Regions from separate parts of the Danio rerio genome. Here region 2 is linked to region 1. The links are chromatin contacts, called in public Hi-C maps. All regions are on one chromosome and are shown on one strand. The core of a region is the stretch at or near the end of the contact, and the rest is flanking DNA. Distances in the headings are between cores, read along the strand shown. Region 1 overlaps lekr1 (Leucine-, glutamate- and lysine-rich protein 1). Region 2 overlaps lekr1 (Leucine-, glutamate- and lysine-rich protein 1).

Region 1 (6,882 bases), core at 1,383-3,882:
CCACTCGAACGCAGGGAAAACATGCAAACTCCACACAGAAATGCCAACTGACCCAGCTGAGGCTCGAACCAGCGACCTTGCTGTGAGGTGACAGCACTACATACTGTGCCACTGCATCGCCCATCACATGATCTCTTACAACAAACTCAAATAATTAGAAATTTTTAATGTGCATACTGGAATTTGCTCATCTTTTTTTATAGAATAAAAAAATATCTTACTCAGGTTTGAACATATTGTGCATATCCAAAATGTGCATAAAATAGGTGGATGGAATCATAGCTATTGAGCAGAGCAAAGACGGTAGACGTTGTCCATCCACAAGATGGTGAAAGAGACCGCATAACAAGCCCTTAGAGGAAAAAAACCTTTCAAACTACAGCTGATCAAAACATTATAAAATTGGTGAGTGACTTTCCAAGCCGATCTCTCTCTTTTTAATGTTGCAGTGTTGTATTTATACCATACTAATTATAGTGTATCTAGTGTGAGATGGGACTCACATATTAGGAATGTATTTTGTGTTGGCCACTCTTTCTATAACCACGAGTTGTTTCTAATGTGTCTCCTGTTTTTGATACTGCAGATTAGTTCAGTAAATAGAAAGAAAGAAGAAATGCCCGCATGTGTTTAGTGTTTTTCCTTATAGCAAACACAACAGTAATCTGGTAATGATTGCGTTGCTTTGGCTTTTTTTGGGGTTATTTATTGGTTTCCCCCGATTACAACAGAGAAATCAATATCTCTAGACTGAAGGCATTTTATGCCATTCAGCCTTATGATCTTAAAATGTGAGCAAAATCACTTTTTTTGTCATCACTTGACATTACGCTAGAAAATCATTCAAATGCTAACTCTAAAGTGATGTTGGTAAATTTGTAACAGCTTTTGCTGCTCTGACATCAGCTACAGATGTGAAAGAATGGTGAAAGAAAATAGTCCTTCATACAAAAGGAATTTTAGGCTCTCTGTGTTTGATTTTGTGTTTGATGTCTACTCTATAATGTAAACTGTTGTTTAAACGCAACATCAAACTTGTAGCAGTGCGATATGGCTGTATATTGTCACGGGTGGAACACTAAGGCAATGCTGGCCTCACACCAGTGCTAATACACACACACACACACGCACGCACGCACGCACACACACACACACACACACAGTATGTTCAAGTGTTATGAAAAATTTTAACAATTACATTTTTTATTATTCTTTTAAATATTTTAGTTTATTGTAATACTTAATTTTTATTTAATTTAATACTTAATTTACTGATTTAATTATTTAATCATATTAAATTAATAAGACCAGCACAAACATGCAAACTGTTTAAACAAACAAACAAACAAACAAACAAACAAACAAACAAACAAACAAACAAACAAACAAACAAACAAACAAACAAACAAACAAACAGACAATTATTATTAATTATTATTATTATTATTATTATTATTATTATTATTATTATTATTATTATTATTATTATTATTATTTACACAATAAAAGTAAAAATACAAAAAGGGTTTTAAAATAATTTGGGTTTTGAAACCCCTAATGTTTTTTTTTTTCTTATTCTGTCTCCTTTTGTATTCTATGTAACAGCTTCAAAAATGGGGTCAAACCGAATATTCATTATCTGTGTGATATTTTCTTTAACACTGTGCAGAACACGCTGTAGTCGGCAGACAATTTGGGGTGCAATTCTTTCTTTGTGTTCAACTTCATTGTAGCATCAGAAAAAAAAGACTTAAATGCATAATTATCAAAGGAAGTTCATAACAGGTTGCTTTGTGTAGTGGTAGTAGGGGGGTGTGGTGTTTTTGCTAGGTATTGGTGGTATGTTGCGTGCCTGTAACGCTGACCCATTTCTGACACAGGATTTGGTGGGGGCAGATGAAAAGAGGGGAGGGGTGAGTTGAAAAAAAGAAAAACAGATTAGGGGGTCTGTTTTTTTTAAAGACCATGGCACATAAACTGCTCTCTTTCTTCCCGGTGTGCATGAGATGATAACCCCCGATGCTTGATGATGGCAGAAAGGTTTCCTTTAAATTAATTATAGCTCTTTCCTTGATAAGAACACTGCTGTTATTTCCAGGCCCCCTGCCATGAGTCATATGTTTAATTCAGCTTGTCCTAGGGAAACGTGGCAAGCACCATCATATCAATTAAAAAGACATAAAATAGGCTAATTTTGGCTGTGCCGTGACCTTAAATGAGAAAGTGTGCCATTTCTGTATTACTCGCAGCATTAAAAGAAATGGCAGACTGTTAGTTGCAGCACTTGCAACAATGAAGAACCAGCCTTTGTCTGAAGTCATTATTCTTTTTTTTTTCCTCTTAATAGCACAGAAATGCTACGTTTCTTCTTTCATTTGGCTATTGTAAAATATTCACCAGCATAACCTGTCAGTCAAATGCTTTTACAGAATTTTTAAGTGTGATTTTTCTTTTATTCATTGAAGGTTATACAAAGTGAACTTTATATTTTCCCCCTGAGAAGCGATGTAGAAGCAGGGCCTTTTATGTCTCGAACTATCCATCTAGCTCGGTACAAGGTATGTGTATAAGCATGTGTGTGGGGAGGACAGTGTGTAAGTGTGTTTGAGCGCTGAGCGGATGTGTCAGTGCCAGGGGCAAAGGCCTCCCCGAGGGCCATCACTGTCACGGGAACACGTTCCTACTGGTGGCAGACATCCTTCCCTCAGGCCAGCGTGTGCGTGTGTGTGAAAGCCTATGCATGCGTGCCTGTCTCTGAACTTGACTGAATGCGTGAGGGAGAGAAAGCGGGGGGATCAGGGCTTTCAGATTTCGTGCAAATGTCCACATTTCTCCGGGAGGCAGAGGATTGCGTGTGTGTGTGTGTGTGTGTTTAGACAGTTAGGTAAGCAGGATCACAGACAGGCTTTAACTGAGACAGGGTCAATCTCATAGAGACTTGTGTTGCATTTGTGTGTTTATGGAAAAAAAAATTCAGCTATAATTCCAGACGCTTAGTCTTAGTGATTAAAGAAAACGTGAGAGAGATTTAAAAAAAAAGAAATGACTTATAAGTAGGCCCACACAGAAATCTGCCTTTTTTAAAGTCCATCATTTAGCCAATTTATTTACTTGTAGAAGTGTGTGTACGTATGTATTTGTTTAGTTGAAGTTAAAATTAATTTTAATAATTTATTGAATGTATGTAAATGTTTATATCACGTGTTTACAATTTGTCCACAGTTTGAAAGAGATATATTTTAAAACAAGGGTTCCTAAACTTTTTAGCCCACGACCCCCAAAATAAAAATGCCAGTGACTCGCGACCCCCAATATCGTTTGAGGTGGTTCTAAAGATCTTTTTGCATGCAACGGTGCACACAAATCAATAGGCCCACGTCTGAATACTGTAAATGTGCAAGAAATTTAATCTGCTTTCATAAAATCAATCTGCTGTATTTGACGCTATAGGGTATATGCCAAGCTAGTGTTCTTCCCATACTGATAAACTTCCAGTGACCTGTTATTGTGAGTTTTTGTCTATTTTATATGGTTCTTTTTACAGCATTGATGTTGTAATACCATTAAAATACATTCAAAAACAAGATAAAAAGCCATTTACGCACGTGCCCGTCAGAATCAGCAGGCTAGTGCAGAAGCTCCATTAAATATACTAGGGCAAAACAAATGCTCATATTATAAAGACATGACGGGGAAAATGTAATTTAATGTGGTGCTTCTTGTACAATCTGAGACCCACTATATATCGGATATCACCCAGCTGTTTTAAAGAAAATAGACCTTAATCGAGCCAATTTTGCATTGACATATAGTTTACCATAAACGTTTAACCCAGGTTACTCGCAAATTAAAAGTCCTATTAGCATGCTTCGGCATATACCCTATTGCTGTCTTTAATAAAATGCAATTACTCCAATGGTCGCAATCCAAAAAAAAAAAAAAAAGAAAGAAATGTAAAGGCTACTACTACTATTTTTATCTTTAGCATGTTATAGATAAAATATGATAATTTTAATGGTTCAATAAAATAAACTAGATTTTTGGAAATCACCAAGCCCCGACCCCCACTTTAGGAACCAGAATAGATATTACGTGAAAGACTTGCTTTATTTACCAAACAAGTTGATCAAATTGAATTTACATTGTAAATTTTAAATTCAAGCTGAAAAGTTTTTATTTATTTAATGTTTATGCTTTTGTTACGGTTTTAGTTACTATCCTCTCAAATTCATTACGAAAAAAAATCTGCAGTTTTTTTCAAAAAGTTTTTATTTATTTATTTATTTATTTATTTATTTATTTATTTATTTATTTATTTATTTTATTAATATTTATTTTTTTTTTTTTGCAAAATGTAGCACAGAAATAGCAAAGAAAACATCTGATTTTGTCTGCCCCTGCTTATAATTCCTTGTGCTGCACTGCTAAATCTACAAGAAGTAAACAAATTATTTAAGAAGATAAAGACTAAAAACAAGTCAAATTGTCTGACAGTGCTGAGAGACGATTATAATCTTTAAATAAGAAAACTTTTGCAGGCACTAGTAAAAAAAGGAATTTCTTAAAACAAGCATTATGACACTTATTCCAAGCAGGGTAATTAGTAAATTATCTTCAACCTAGCTTGTTAATAGCTTATTTGGTGTGAAAAGGTTTTAGAACGAGTTATGCAGCAGGGTAATTCCATTCTGTATTCAAATGAGCCAAGACAATTAAACAATACTTAAAACAACATTAGTGTACCAGTTAAATCAAGAAATTCAATTTAAATAGAAATTCAAAATCGATTAATTAAATCAAATGTACATGCACATTGTCCACACTTTAAGACATGACAGTACACTACCTGACAAAAGTCTTGATGTTGATCCCAGTTGTAACAATATATATATATATATATATATATATATATATATATATATATATATATATATATAGGTTTAGGTTTAGGTTTAACTTTTTTTGTCCCCGAGAGGAAATTTGTCTTGGGCATAAAAGGTGCTACAACATTGTCTAAACAGACAGTAAAAATAAATAAAACAAAACAATTAAGAACAAACAGTTAAGAACATACATTATTTACAGAATAAGACCGTATATAAATATAAATATATAAAACACAAGCACGAGCCCGTGTCGCTGCAGAGCTGTGCCAGCGGAAGTCTTATTTAATTAATATATATATATACCTTGTAGTTGGTCATTTGGAAAAGTTGTAGATTTTAGATTTTCCTGATCATCTGTTGAACGGCATTTCAATCATCTCAAATACAGTATGTAAAGTCAGTTTTTACTGTCCTAATTAAATAATTAAAAATCAAGGCATGATCATATTTTATTTTAGTAAAATATATATTTTGTCTTTCATATAAGCCATTTCTGATACCAAATGATCAACTAGAAGTCACATTATTATTTGTTGTTCCTAAAACTTGCATAGGTGACAAGACTTTTGCCAGCAAGTGTAATTAAACTGCAAAATTATTACCCTTTCTCAAAATACACTGAAGCTTATTGTAGCAAAACAATTGAATATACAGTTTACACTTTAATACATTCATTTATTTATTTTCTCTTCGGCTTAGTCCCTTTATTAATCTGGGGTCGCCACAGCGGATGCCCTTCTTTGGGTAACATCCATGCACACTCATTCACACACATATACTACAGACATTTTAGCCTACCCAATTCACCTGTACTGCATGTCTTTGGACTGTGGGGGAAAACGGAGCACCCGGAGGAAACCCACTCGAATGCAGGGAGAACATGAAAACTCCACACAGAAACATCAACTGACCCAGCGACCTTCTTGCTGTGAGGCGACAGCACTACCTACTGTGTCGCCCAGCTCTTTAATAATATGTCGCTAAAGCACAAGTATACTGTTAGTGTAATCAAGTGTAGGCAAACTTAAAACAAGATATCACAAATAAAATAAAACCTTAAAAATATAAGGCTTGTCCTAAATGATGTCTCCGATTATTAAGCTAAATGTGCAGTTAGAATACTACTAATATTACTAATACTCATAATAATCTTACACAACTTGATCTTACATAGCTAGTTGTTCAAACTACTTATTTAATCTAAGCTGAAACAACACAATTCTTGAGTTACTTTGATGATGACAACTTGATTATTTTATGCTTAATCTGCTTACATTTATATTTATATATATATATATATATATATATATATATATATATATATATATATATATATATATATATATATATATATATATAAACAATAAATTAACTTATTTTCTTCAAGTTGTCCCAACACAGGCTGATTTTGTGCAACCCAGCACTTTTCAGTGGAAAATCGTACCTCTAGACATCAGAAGTTTTCCATATATACTGTAAATGACACTGAATGAAAGGTTGAAAACGACTGCTTGAGAGCATGAATACAAATAAATCACTCGGCTTCCGAGCTCAGCAATGACATCTCATCTCATCTCTTTATCACTTCTCTTTTCATAAGATCTAATAATGAAAACAAGTCAAGTCTTTAGAGTAAGCTGACTGGAACACACAGCTGTGAGCTCGACCTGCTAAACACATGATCACTTACAGTAAGCCTAACAGAAACTCAGGCTGGACACACACACACACACACACAAACACACACACAAAAATGAAACTACAGTATGTGACCTCTTCTGTTCGTTTCTGCTTGTTGTCACAGAGAAACACGTCGGCAGCATTGTGCAGTTCAGAGCAAGGTTTTCATGGGCTTTGGTGTGGCATTTGCACTCTGACAGGTCTCTTTCACACCGGGGAGGAGTGGCAAGGCTTGGTTGTTTGTCATTCCCAGAAGATCATTATAAACCTGCCACTGGATTCAGTGATGTGCAACAGTGTACAAAACCGACTTGTA
Region 2 (7,281 bases), core at 1,535-4,034, 220 kb after region 1:
GGATCAGTGATGGTTTGTCTCATAATATCATGGCATTCTTTTGTGCTAGATGGGCACGTGACTACCATGGTCAACCAAACCATTCTGGAGGACCATGTGCACCCAATGATTCAAACATTGTATCCTGAAGGTCTTGCTGTGTGTCAGGCTGATAATGTACCAATACACACAGTAAGACTGGTGACAGAGTGGTTTGATCAACATGACTGTGAACATCTCCTGTGGCCAGCACAGTCACCATAGCTAAATATCATGAAGCTACTTTGGGGTATTTTGGAGGATTGAGTCAAGAAATGTATCACATAGTAACCTGGCCACTATTCTGCATGAAGAATGGCTCAAAATCTTTCTGGCCACTGTGCAGGACTTGTATCTGTCATTCCAAAGATGAATATATATACATATTGGTTTTTTGCTACTCATGGCTATAGGTCCAGACAGAATCTGCGGACATTTTTTGCTGTTTATGCAGATAATTTAGTAAAAAAAAAAAACACCAGATTTATGCGGAATGGTTTTAGGACTATCATAACTAAAAACTTAATTTCTGAGATCAACAAATAATACATTTTTACCTTTTATTTAGGGCCAATCCCAATTCTACCATTATAGATATTATGACATTATATATGCCTTTGGTGATTTCCTGTAGATAAATACCAAAGAATAACACAACTGGAATTACTCCAGCAGTGGCGATCGTCTGATCTCATATGAAGCAAGAAATCGTGAGGACATATAATGACGTGTGCAGGTACTGTAGTGCTGTCCCAATTCTTAGGGGTACATTTTGAAGCCCTTCCCCTTAAACCTTGGTTGTAAGGGCAAAGGGGAAAGGGGAAGGGGTAGGGATACAAAAATAGAATTGGCATTGGGCCATAATATTTACAGTACAATGCAAATCCAATTAGATGCACTTATTTGTTAAACAAAGCAAGTCTCTTATATAATATCTCTACTAAAAGACAGAAAAAAATACTTTAAAAACTGTATTGTAAATAAATCATATGAACATTTTAATAATATTATTATTATTATTATATTACAATGCTATCCGTAAAATGAATAAAAACTGAATAAATATACATTTGCACACATTTACACAAGTCGATGGGCTAAAAATCTGCGAAGATTGCGGATTTCTGCGCAGATACCATGTGGGCCTACGCATCGCATAACAGATTACAAAGGTATTAGTTTTACCTGAATAAGAGCCAAAGTAAATTATAGTAGGGTTGTCTTAAGGTAGCATCAGTTTGATTGATAATCTGATTTACACTAGTTTATTATAATTTTTTTTGTCGGTTTAGTCCCTTTATTAATCCGGGGTTGCTACAGCGGAATGAACCGCCTCTTTCACACATACACTACGGCCAATTTAGTTCATTCAATTCACCTGTAGCGCATTACTTTGTACTGTGGGGGAAACCGGAGCACAAGGAGGAAACCCACGCCAGCACGAGGAGACCATGCAAACTCCACACAGAAATGCCAACCGGGGGTTGAACCAGTGACCTTCTTGCTGTGAGGCGATAGTGCAACCCGCTGCACCATCGTGCCGCCCCGCACTATATACTATTTTTCTTTTTTAGAATGTAGCATTATTACTGAGGTGCAACTGTCTATTTGCACCAAGAATAGCATCTAAATACACTTATTGGAAATAAAACTACTTTTTTTTTTTTTTTTTACATATAGTACAAATATATAATACTGTATATTTATTTAGTGTAAGTAGCATAATCCTCAATTGTGTAAATGACATCTGTCACTATTGTGCTTGGTTTAAATGTTATCTCTGCCTAATGTCTACATATTGTAATTGTGCTATTTCCACCTAGTACTATAGTGCTATTTCCACCTAACTTTTTTTTTTTTTTTTTGCACATAGTGCAAATCAGATCTTTACTATTTGTGCTTAGCATTGCTTTTTACATTCATAGCTATATTGGACTTAACATAAATACAATAAATAAACATTTCACATATGAATTTTTTATCTGAAAGGAAAGAGGAAAGAGGTTTCTTTTTTAAGACTACATCTTATCTAAAATTTCTCTGAAGTGTAGTCAGAAGGATGATATGGAAGTCAGTGGGGTTGCGAGGGGGAGGGCTTTGGGGGCTTAAGCCACTGATGTAATGTCAAAAGCCGTTGATCTTTTGGAATATGTTGCACTTAAAAAAAAAAAAAAAAAAAACATTTATTTTGATATCGAAGTCCTTAAAATTAACATTTACATCACGCGCTCCACTTAACGCAGCGTTTGTGTCATGTAATTAGTCAGCTATTCAGCAGTACCTGTTTCTACCGGCAGGTGGGAATGGCACTGTTGTCACAAAATCCCGTCATCATAATTCATTCATTATTTTGAGGAGCTGATGCTAATGAGGTAATACAACTGTTTCGCAAAACTGAATAGTTCTAACTACTGATGAAGCTTAATATTTGTTTTCATAGTAAAACATGTCTGTAGTTTTGGTAAAATAAAATAACTATTCGGGGGGTGGGAGGGGGCTAAGCCCCTTATCCCTTTTGACCCTAGCAATGCCCCTGATGGAAATACAGATGTATGTAGTTGCAGTCATCAAATATTTATTTATTTATTTATTTAATGCAAACTGTATTTTCATGTCTTTACATTTATCACTCTAGATTCCCGCTGTCATTCATTCAGCCACACAGGTGCTCCAAGAGAAATTGTCGGTGCTGCAGGAGCGTGTTAAAGAGCAAGAGAAGGAGATGCAACATATTCATGAGAGCTCCTCTCAGAGGCAGCAGCAGTTACTGCAGGAACGCAGGACAGCAGAGGCACAGCTGCAGTACACCTTGCAGGAGCTGCGGCAGAAAACACTAGAGCTGAACAAGGCTCACAGTAACATACAGCAACTCCAAGAAGAGAGGGTCATCCTAGAGAAAGAGGTGAGGCACAACTCTCCATCTGTCTTCTTACACATTTGAACCCAGAATTTGAGAGATTGAGAAAAGCTATCAATTTACTTGAGCCAGAGCCTTTCAGTTCAGAAATGGATAAAGCAGACTGCACATTTACACCATTTCTAAGCACTCCATAAGAAAAAAATAGCAGCTAGAAGTAGACACATTTCATATATAAGGTTCAAAAAATTGCAGATTCGGTTTGTATCAAAGTTCTGTAGTCTCGGGTTTTTGGTTTGATTTGGTATGTATTGTAAAAAATAAAAAAATCCATTATTGTAACACCATACATCAGCATAAAATGTGACCTGAAAATACACCCACCTATTGAACTAATATATTATAATATATGATTGTAATATAATAGAACATTTATCAAGGAATAGGTTTTGAGTAATTCAAATTGTATCAAGTTTTCTTTTTTTTTTAAACTATAACTGTTTTAACTTTTTTAAGATTCTATACCTCTCAGTAAGCCCTTTCTCTGCCTCCTAAATCATGCATTAAGCTTCAATTGTCTTAAAATAATTAAGTAGAATTTTCATCTTTTTCGTCTTGTGTGTTTATTAGGTTGTATAAACACATTTTATTTGCAATTTTAGTAAGAAAAACTAAGAATTTTGTGTCGGTCCCTACATTCTGGTCACATTCTGGTTACGTCTGTTATAAAAACATTGTTCCATTCTGTAAAGCACTGATAGAAAAAGCATAAGACTTGCTCCAAGTGATGTCACTTCCTTTGACAAGAAATTCTGGAAGGCATTGAGACATTTATTAATTTGTTTCTCTTAAAAGTTTGTGCAAAATGTTTTTGGTAAACCAGTAGTAGATTAACTCATTCATTCATTTTCCTTTGGCCTAGTCCTTTATTTATCAGGGGTCCTCAGAGCAGAATGAACTGCCACTATTCCAGCATATGAAAAGTTCAGATGGAAAAACTTCTGTGCATCTGAAAATTTCTTCTAATATAACCATTTTTCTCAGGCTCCTATGTCTTGATTCAGTAATTTTACTTTTATGGCAAAGAAAAGTTTATTTCTTTGCCATAAAATTCTAGATGGCACTTAGAGGTTTTTGCATCTAAACTCTTCATATGTTTTACACAACGGATGCTTTTCCAGGCGCAACCCAGTACTGAGAAACACCTATAAACTCTCGCATTCAGACACACTCCTGCATAACAGCCAATTTAGCTATAGCGCTTGTCTTTTGACTGTGGGGGAAACCAGAGCACCCGGAGCCAACAACTGGAGAACATGCAAACTCTGTACAGAAATGCCCACTGGCCCAGTCGGGACTGGAACCAGCGACCTTCTTGCTGTGAGACGACACTGCTAACCACTTAGCCACCGTGTTGCCCTAGTAGATTAATTGTTTGATATATTTTATTAGATGTATTTCAGTGAATCTCTCATTCATTCTTTAAAAACAATTATACATTAAAGAAATACAGATATGTAGTTTTAGATATGAAGGTGTAATTGCTTCACATGTCCTTTGACATTCCTTTTCAACAGTTTTCCCTTCCCCCTGTTATGCTACACCTTTTTACATGTCACACCTTTTCCATTTTCTTTTCTAGTAAAAACACACTTTCTTGCAGCTTCTTGACCACAAACTGTGAAAAAAAAAAAAACTGCCAAATCTGTTTAAAAAGTTTAGGAAGTTAAAGAACATTTAGTAAAAAAAAAAGTAAATGTTCCTTATTTTATGTTAATAACAGATTGAGTTTACTGTAATTTTTACATTTATCCTATATTATTCCAGTTCTAGGAAAATTAATGAAAATGCTTTAAATGTACAGTACCAACACTTCTGGAAATTTTATTAAATATCAATTCCAAATGTATAAGGAAACTGTAAGTTCAGTTTATCATCACACGTTTAAATTCCGTTTAAATTAAAAAAGAAGAATTAGTTTTTTTTTTTAGGAAAAATGTTCTGCAAATCTAACAACAAATGTTTTAAAAGTACAATTTACAGTCAAGTGACATTTTACACGTAAGCTGTAAATAATATATGTATGTAGAAATCAACTAAACCCCTACTACAGCTAAATATAAACATACTGTTTCAAACATATTATTTGCATCAAGGATGAGGAGTTCTACCTCTGTTCAATTCAACGTTCCACTTGCTGTACAATAAATATGCTATGCAAAGTGTAATCATTGAAGCTTTTAATATTAACTAGGCATGACTGTCTTGTAATGAACTTTGGCTACAACACTTGATAAACTGCATTGAAACAAAATAATTTATTTGGGTTAAATGACTGTACTTTTACTGACCCCTCGAGGTAAAACACTGAACTGCAAAAACGTTTGTCAATTCAAACACTTCTTTAACCAATGAATTAACAATGAAGACACAACAAAAACAACCACATAGCTACTCTATATAACTTTCATATACATGGCAGAGGATAAACCAGTAACTTAAATCACATGCAAATAAATAAATATGCAAGCAGACACCCAGAGAGACAGGTTAATAAATGAAGCATGCAGAAGTGAGACTGTGGTGACGCACATCAACCGTGACCAACATCAGGATTAGCAACTGGAGTAACTGGATGCGCAGCCAATGACTGGCATCCAGAATTTACCCAGGTCAGAGAAGAGAACAGGAATAAATATCCAGAACCAAAATAAGATCCAGCAGAGGTGACATGAGCCTGCGTGAGAGTGTGGGAGAGATGAGTGAATCATTCCAGTCAGTCAGAGAGAGATAGAGCGAGAGAGTATTTGGGCCAGTATTCTGTTGACACGCATGCCTGTCTCTCCAGGGGGCGTCTGTGGTTTCAGTCACGACAATCTTGTCAGTTCACTCTCTCATATTCTCCCACTCGCAGACTCCAAAAAGCCTTTTGCCGCCCTTGGGGTCCACCATCTACCCCCACCCGCCCCTTCTCTCTCTCTGTCCTGCGTGTCTCGCCAGTTCATCTAGTTCAAGGTGCCGTGACGTGAATTTCACAGCTGACATATTCCTTTATGCTGGCCTCAGAGCGCAGCGTCTCTCCCTCTCTCATCTCCCTCCCCGCTTTCAAAGCAAATGGCTTTCTTTTGTGGGAAAGATTTCGCTGCATTTTAAGAATCCATTAAAGCTATCTAAGATCTGACTGTGATATAAAATCGATACCTAAGGGCATTTAACGCTTCACCTTTCATAAGAAGCACCTTCTTGATGTTCTTTTCCCTTGCTCCCCCTCTCACGCTCTCTTTTTCTCTTAGCCTTTTCATCTCGTCTTTGAACTGTGCCTGCTCTCTTTAGAGGCATGGGAGATATTTTCAGACTTTGCTTGATATTTATGAGGATTTATGAGGCTGCAGGTTCAAGAGCAGGAGGGAAGTGGGAAGGACTGTAGCTCTGCTTCTAAATGAAGTGTGCTGCCTACCTAGACGGTATTTTTAAGACATCACAGACATGCTATTGACGCAGAAGCTGTTCTAAAACATATGCTGTCTTCAAAAAGACCAAGGCAGTGCGGATATGCTAATCACAATGATAAGTGAATTGATTAATTCAAGATGGTGGGTGAGTCCCAAGAAAGGTAATTAAATTAGATCTAATCTACCTAACTGTGTTAATGAACATAATGAAATCTGGTTTAAAAGTGATCTGTTTTACTCAGTATTTCTTTTCTTTTTTCAATTTGTTGGCCTATAGATTTGTGTGACTAGCACAACACTCTAATGTCCTTATAATAAAGTAAACCAAACATTTAAAACCTTACCCTTAAACAAAACATTTTTAGACTTTCAGATAAATATAATTTAGGGCCAGTCCAAACCATTTTAAAAAATTATTTCTGTCTATGTGGGCACATTGGTCATCACAATGTTGCATAAACGAATACATACCCTATGACAGGGGTGGTGTTGCGAGGGATGAAAGGAATACACGTCCTTAAAAAAAAACATTTTCTAATTCACCCCGCCAATATACCCCCACTTTCAAAAGGTGATCTACTCTAATCTTAATAATAGGATCATAAATGGTTTAATAAAAAATAAACGTTTTTTTAGTTGACAGTCTTTTAACAACAAATTGTGAAGCTTTGTTACTTGTAAAAAAAGAAAAAAAAAACATTGATAAATGAACCCACTTCTCATTTACAAGTCTGTTATGAGCCATATCATAACTCTTGAGCCTCCTATCTCCTCCTGATTTGCAGTTTCTGTTTTTTTCCGTTTTTTTGACAACGTAATTTTCTGCATGTCTTCAAATCTGAAAATATGATTTATTTAAGTATGAGTCCAATATGATAGTTTTCCACAAAATAGGTTGATGTGGGCATTGTAGCACTTTAAATGAATGTAATGCCTGTTTCATTCATACTTGAG

The links. Hi-C and Micro-C count contacts between places; a contact is called where the count stands out from the background.
Region 2: a Hi-C map of an unstated tissue shows a contact between it and region 1, with 4 times the contacts expected there. The contact joins two enhancer-like sites. A contact is called at or near these places in 1 of 18 Hi-C or Micro-C datasets (an unstated tissue) and 1 of 4 datasets of contacts at active chromatin or transcription factors (caudal fin).

The regions. Positions count from the first base shown.
Region 1 is chr18:37,597,234-37,604,115 of GRCz12tu, forward strand. The region is part of intron 2 of lekr1 (Leucine-, glutamate- and lysine-rich protein 1); the gene reads left to right. Among named protein-coding and RNA genes, the nearest start is that of lekr1, 17 kb to the left of the region's middle. Within about 2 kb of position 2,633, at least 17 of the 62 cell types and tissues checked have an H3K27ac peak or open chromatin away from gene starts, as enhancers often do.
Region 2 is chr18:37,821,142-37,828,422 of GRCz12tu, forward strand. lekr1 (Leucine-, glutamate- and lysine-rich protein 1) reads left to right here. Exons shown (of 13, transcript XM_073929990.1): 12 at 2,654-2,920. Among named protein-coding and RNA genes, the nearest start is that of si:ch211-195m9.3, 190 kb to the right of the region's middle. Within about 2 kb of position 2,785, at least 14 of the 62 cell types and tissues checked have an H3K27ac peak or open chromatin away from gene starts, as enhancers often do.